Regions from separate parts of the Gossypium hirsutum genome. Here region 2 is linked to region 1. Evidence: chromatin contacts called from public Hi-C data. All regions are on one chromosome and are shown on one strand. Each heading gives the region's core, a stretch centred on a gene start, on an enhancer-like site or on the middle of the called end of the contact. The rest is flanking DNA. Distances are from core to core; before and after follow the strand shown.

Region 1 (3,106 bases), core at 606-3,105:
TGGAATACTCAATGGTTTCTTTTCAAGGTACATAACATACAGAACAAATAAGGAAGTGCTCAGGCTGAATGCAAACAAGGGAGAAAAAGCTAAACCATGTAATCATACCTTCAACTCAAACTATACTGCTGTTCTTCATATTGTCCATGAAAAAGAATCACCTTCATCAGCTTTCCCATCAAACAATAATCGAGCAAATGATTCTGAAGCACTGAGAAGCCCATGGATTATCTACTTACAGGACAAGGTGACAAGCTTCCCCTCTAGCATAGTTTAACCCCTATAGCGCCTACAGCATCCTTTCACTGGAAAAAGAAAACGTAACCTTAACTCGTGCAGCAACCAATAAATCATAACAAACTAGCCACACCATAGGGTATTATAATCATATAGGTAAAATGCAAGACCTTATTAACGAGAAAATTTCACAAATGAAGTAGAATGGCCTTCCATAAGAGCAGCAACAAAAGAATAGAAAAATACAGAGCACTTAAATTTAGAAAAAATCCTTGCTACCAAAAAAAGAAGAAAGTAAGAGACTCCCCACATTCTAATTCCTTTAGAGGAAAAACTTTTGTCATGACCTGAACCAGCTTGATGATCGTGTCATGAGGACACAAACCAGAGTTCTGCAGAGTGCATTCCTTTGCGTGTGAGGACGTGGGTTAGAATCTGCGGAGACACAAACCATGAAAGACCTATGCATATCCAGAGAAGATAATTCTGGATTATGCATCGCGGACCAACGAGACAAGTGGAATAATGACTTACGACTCAGTGGAATCGTGACAATTGGCAACCAAAATTCTGTAGAATGCTTTCCTTTGTGTGTGACGATCTGGGTTTGAATCTAATAAATATACATCTAAGAGTGAAGGTACCCAAAGAGACAGTTCCGGAGCATACATCACAATGCAGACCAACGAGCTAGGTGGAATTGATACTGAACTTAAAAGTCCGAAACTAGTATGAAAATGCATTTCCAAGAAATAAAACTACAGATGAATCCGAACATATAAATGGACCATAAAATCCATGCAATAATCCAGTAATACTATGTAAATTATCAGTAAGAAATCACCAAACAAGAACCTCGTTAATCTATAAAGCACAAAGGCGATCGCAACAAAACAAAAAGCAATTATGATCATTAAATACTTGATTATATAAAATTGTTACGACCCAAAGCAAGTAAACTGAATTTCCTGCACCTGTATTAATCTAATTTCTTTGTCAAAGATTAAATTACTAATTTTAATTATAAAGTTAAAAGAGTTTTGAGCATCATAAATGATTTATTTTCCGTTTGGTTGCTGAGAAAACGTCATTGTTTCGTACCTTTGCCACACTGTTAGTACTCAGTAGTAATTAAAAAAAATCCAAAATTTAAATTATAAAAAAAATGTATCGAAAATTTTCAAGCTTAATCGCTTGATTACTTCATTTATAAGTTTTTTACTTCATTTTAGAAACCAAACAAAAAAAAAGAAGTTCCAAATCGCTGGAAACCCGAAGTCAACGTGATTGAAATTTTAAGCGAAAAGGAAAATCAAAATTGACGTTTTGATGAGTTGAAAATCGTAGATGATGATCTTACGATGATTCGTGGCGCTGAGGTGAGTCAGACGAGGAGACTCGGGGGGGGGGGCGAGGCGCTGAGTCCGCTCACTTACTGCTTTTAGAATTTGGCGTTGGGGAAAGGGAAATTGCGAGTCTCACACCGGGGATTACAGAGGTTTCGTAGATCTATCGGACTCGATGAGTTGACACGTGGGAACTTTCTCTTTTTCATGGTTAAGAAACTACAATGTATTGCGTGCACTGTGCTGCTGGGAGTTTGGTGACAACTTATGCTTAGATTAGATGGGCTACATGGCCGATATTTTTACATATGGTGAGATTGGTTAATGAGATTAGAAACAATGGTTGTGTCTGTGCTTGGATTTAAACTTAGTTATAGCAATAAGATGAGAATAAAAAATAATTTATAAGAATATTTTATTAAAAATTATATATAATAAAAAAAATTTAAATTATTTTATTTTTATAAAATTATTAAAAATATGTGAATTTATAAATTCATTTAATAAAATATTAAAATGTATCTTCTAATATTTTATTATAAATATTTTAATGAATTATATAATCAATTTAAATTATTAATTAGATAAAATGATAATTTTTTAAATTATTTTTATAGTTAGTAATTTTTTTATAACAATGATAAATATTATTTTCACAAATAATAATATTATACTTGGATTAAATTTTAAAATATCTGATCGGATGATTTTTAATACAAAAAGAATATAATAACATAAGACATAACAAGTTTCATTAATATTAGAAATTCGGTTACGATACAATGGTTGTGTCTGTGCTTGGATTTAAACTTAGTTATAGCAATAAGATGAGAATAAAAAATAATTTATAAGAATATTTTATTAAAAATTATATATAATAAAAAATTTTAAATTATTTTATTTTTATAAAATTATTAAAAATATGTGAATTTATAAATTCATTTAATAAAATATTAAAATGTATCTTCTAATATTTTATTATAAATATTTTAATGAATTATATAATCAATTTAAATTATTAATTAGATAAAATGATAATTTTTTAAATTATTTTTATAGTTAGTAATTTTTTTATAACAATGATAAATATTATTTTCACAAATAATAATATTATACTTGGATTAAATTTTAAAATATCTGATCGGATGATTTTTAATACAAAAAGAATATAATAACATAAGACATAACAAGTTTCATTAATATTAGAAATTCGGTTACGATACAAAATGTATTTATAAAGACGAATTCATTAAACCAGTTACAATGGTTTCCCTTAACGTCACGATTTTAAGGTCACCTTCACTATTAGAAGAACTCGATTCACCTCGATCAAAATGGCCTGAAGAGACAACATGTCAAATATATTCTCAAATTGCCAAAAATTCTCATCATTTGACCAAGCACGTCTTTGAATGCAATTATACAAAACCATTGTTGCAATAACTATTAAACTTGCTTCTTGATTGAATAACTTGGAATATCTATTAATATTGGCCGTTTTTTTCCACACTCCAAATGTTTGT
Region 2 (3,459 bases), core at 595-3,094, 470 kb after region 1:
AAATTTTTAAAAATTTTAAAGGGGCCATATGAAATTTTTTTCATTCTAAGGGGGTCAGGGCTCTTGCCAGCCCCTAGTTTCACCATTCTCAAGATTGATGACAACACCATAATAAACAATTTAATCTAATTTTTTTTCCTTTTAATAACATATATATTTCATGTGTTATTATAATTAATTACAAATCATACATTTCATTATTTATTATATGTGAGTTTTAAACAAACATTTATGTTCTAAATTTATGGTTTCTACACACATACGAGTGAGATAAGATTTCTAGTAATCTATTTATGAACATGATTTCTATATACTAAATTCTGGTACATTTACGATGTGAGTGAAAAAAATTATATAATGAATTTATAAAAACATTAACATAAAAACTAATTAAGATTTTAGTTGAAATAATAAAATTAATTAATGAACAAGAAAAAAATGAAACCATAAAATTAAGATAGCAAATACTACAATGTCTTGAGTTTAAATTTTAATATGCGTAGGTATTTTTTATATTTTATATAAAAAAATAAAAATATTTCTAAAATAATATTTGTTGTTTTATAAAAGTAACGGGTTTTTGTTAAATTTATAAATCAACTGGAATTTGGTTGATAAATATGTCATGATCTAGTACAAACTATTTATATCATTCACATTGTGGGTGTGTAAGAATAGCAGTAGATTAAATGTTTGCAATTTTTAAATTATGTAAATCGAAATTCGTAAATCTATCTAAAAATTTAAAATTATTTATTATTTATAATATTATTTGAGTAATATTATCTATAAATTATCTATCAGATATTTGAATTTATAAAAAAAAACTAATTTGGAAAAAATTTAATTATCTTTAGGAATGCTAAATTTGCAAAAATAAAACTAATTTCATTTTTTGTTTGGATATCCTAATTTGTAAAAGTTTGAATTTGAATTGACCAGAATATTTTAGGTTTAAAAGTGTAAAAACTCCTCAATTTTTTTCAAAAAATGCAATTAAGTCTCTTTCTCTCTCTTTTGCATCAATTAAACACTTGAACTTTCAAAATGCATCAAATAGGCCCTCAAATTTCTTCAAAAAAAGCAATTAAGCTCCTGCTTCTTTTTTTTTCACTCAATTAGGTACTTGAACTTTCAAAATACATCAAGAAGACCCTCAAAATTTTTCAAAAAAGCAATTAAGCCCATGCTCTTATTAAAAATTAGAAAAAAATTATAAAAAATAAAAAAATTAAATTTTAAAAATATAAAAATATAAAAATATAAAATTTTATAAAAATCATAAAAAAACTAGGGGTTGTTAATTTGATTATGATTTTTATAAAAATTTACAATTTTTTATATTTTTATGATTTTTTATAAAAAAATTTCTAATGTTTAATAAATTTTAAATTTTTCATATTTTTATTAAAATTTAATAACTTTTCTAAAATTTATTTTTTTATTTTTTATAATTTTTTCTAATTTTTAATAAAGCCAAGGGCTTAATTACTTTTTTTTGAAAAAGTTTAGGGTCTTTTTGATGCATTTTGAAAGTTCAAATACTCAATTGAGTGTAAAAAAAAATAGGGGCTTAATTATTTTTTTTTAAAAGTTTGAAGTTTTTTTTATGTATTTTAAAAATTTAGGTATCCAAATAAATAAAAAAAAATATAGAAGCTTAATTACTTTTTTTTTTAAGCTTGAAAGTTTTTACACCTTAAGCCAATATTTTATATTCATAATCAAATTTATAAGCTGTGAATTTAAATATCCGAATTTTCATCTGTTATTCAAATTAATAATACAAATTTAAGTAATAAATGTGTAAAATACCAATCCACATCTACTTCGAATCCATAATTTTAAAATCCAAATTCCAAATATTAAATAGGGAATATCTGAATTCGTTGTACAATTTGCCAAGATCTAATAAAAATTACCAAAATTAAATTGGTGGGATTGTCCAAGTTCGGTGTAGGCCGAATCTAGGTGGGCTTGGCCTATAGCACCTATCGTCAGTTACCGCTCTCAGATCTCTCTCTTCGTTTTTCTTTTTAATTTCATTTCAAATTTCCGTTTGTTTCTTCTAGTCTTTGATTATCCGTCATTTCTTTTTCATACTTGATTTGAATCCCTACACTGAGTTCGCATTCTCGTTCATTGTAATTATCCGAACTATAAAAGTAGAGATCATCAGAGACCGGCGATCAATTCTGTGTTTCGATTCTTTATATGCGTTAAGAGTGTGATATGGAGGGTTTACCTACGACCACTAAAGGAGATAAACGATGGAGATCTAAGAATCTGCAAACATCCAAGCCTTCTTTGTTGATGGCTTTTTTCTCTTGCATCGCTTGGCTCTATGTCGCTGGCCGGTTCGTATTCTTTTTCTCTTCGTTTTTATTTTTTGCTTCTCGATATTCAAATCCATTGCGCAAGTTTCGTCGAATTTGTTTTTCATTTTGGTTTGTATTTAGAAAGGGAAAAAGAAGATCGTAGAATCTAAACTCACATTCAATTAAATCAGCTTAACATTTTTTTGTTGATTATTGGTTTTTTAATAAATTTCCCTAGCTAGGAAATTTTGTTAATCTGAATTATTTTTTATTTTACGAAAATTTGATGAACATTAGGTTTTTTTTTCTTTTTCTTCATTTTTCTTTCTCAATTGTTAATTTCTCCGTCTGTTCGTGGAATTTGGTTTTCCATTTCGGACTGTATTTAGGGAAAAGTTAGGATCGTAGACTCTAAATTTATATTCAATTTCACCTTTTTAAAATAAATTTTCATAGCTGAAATTTTGATTAATCTGAATTATTATTATTTTTGTGAAAAATTGATGAAAATTAGGGGGTTTTTTCCCCCATTTTCTTCATTTTTATTTCTCAATTGTTTATTTGGTTTTCCATTTCTGACAGTATTTAGGGGGAAAAATAGGATTGTAGAATTCTAAATTTATATTCAATTAAATCAGCCTAACATTTTTGTTAATAATTGTTTTTAATAAAGTTTCGTAGCTAATAAATTTATTAATCTGAATTATTATTTATTTTTCGAAATTTGATAAAAAAGTTATGTTGTTTTTTCTTTGTCTTCATTTTTGTTTCTCAATTGTTAATTCCAATGCGCTAGTTTGTGGAAGTAGGTTTTTCATTTCGAGTTGTATATAGGGGAAAAGAAAAGATCGTAGAATCTAAATTTATAGTCAATTATATCAGCCTAACATTTTTGTTAATTATTGTTTCATTTCCGTACCTAACAAATTGAATAATCTGAATAAGTTATTTATTATTTATTTTGCACTGATAAAAGATTAGGTTGTTTTTTCTTTGTCATCATTTTTTCTTCTCAATTATTAATTTCAATGCGCCATTTTGTGGAATTTAGTTTTTCATTTTGGATTGTATTTAGGGGAAAAAAAATATAGGATCTTGGAATCGAAATTTATATTCAATTAAATCAGCCTAATATTTTTGT

Evidence for each region. Hi-C and Micro-C count contacts between places; a contact is called where the count stands out from the background.
Region 2: a Hi-C map of leaf shows a contact between it and region 1, with 3 times the contacts expected there. The contact joins the promoter of LOC121230630 here to the promoter of LOC107962920 in region 1. A contact is called at or near these places in 3 of 34 Hi-C or Micro-C datasets (hypocotyl and leaf).

The regions. Positions count from the first base shown.
Region 1 is chrA06:38,404,914-38,408,019 of Gossypium_hirsutum_v2.1, forward strand. It overlaps LOC107962920 (protein FAR1-RELATED SEQUENCE 6), which reads right to left and starts at 1,856. Exons shown (of 3, transcript XM_041115663.1): 1 at 1,598-1,856; 2 at 109-305.
Region 2 is chrA06:38,870,789-38,874,247 of Gossypium_hirsutum_v2.1, forward strand. LOC121230630 (hydroxyproline O-galactosyltransferase HPGT3) reads left to right here and starts at 1,845. Exons shown (of 12, transcript XM_041115669.1): 1 at 1,845-2,357. The coding sequence starts at 2,233.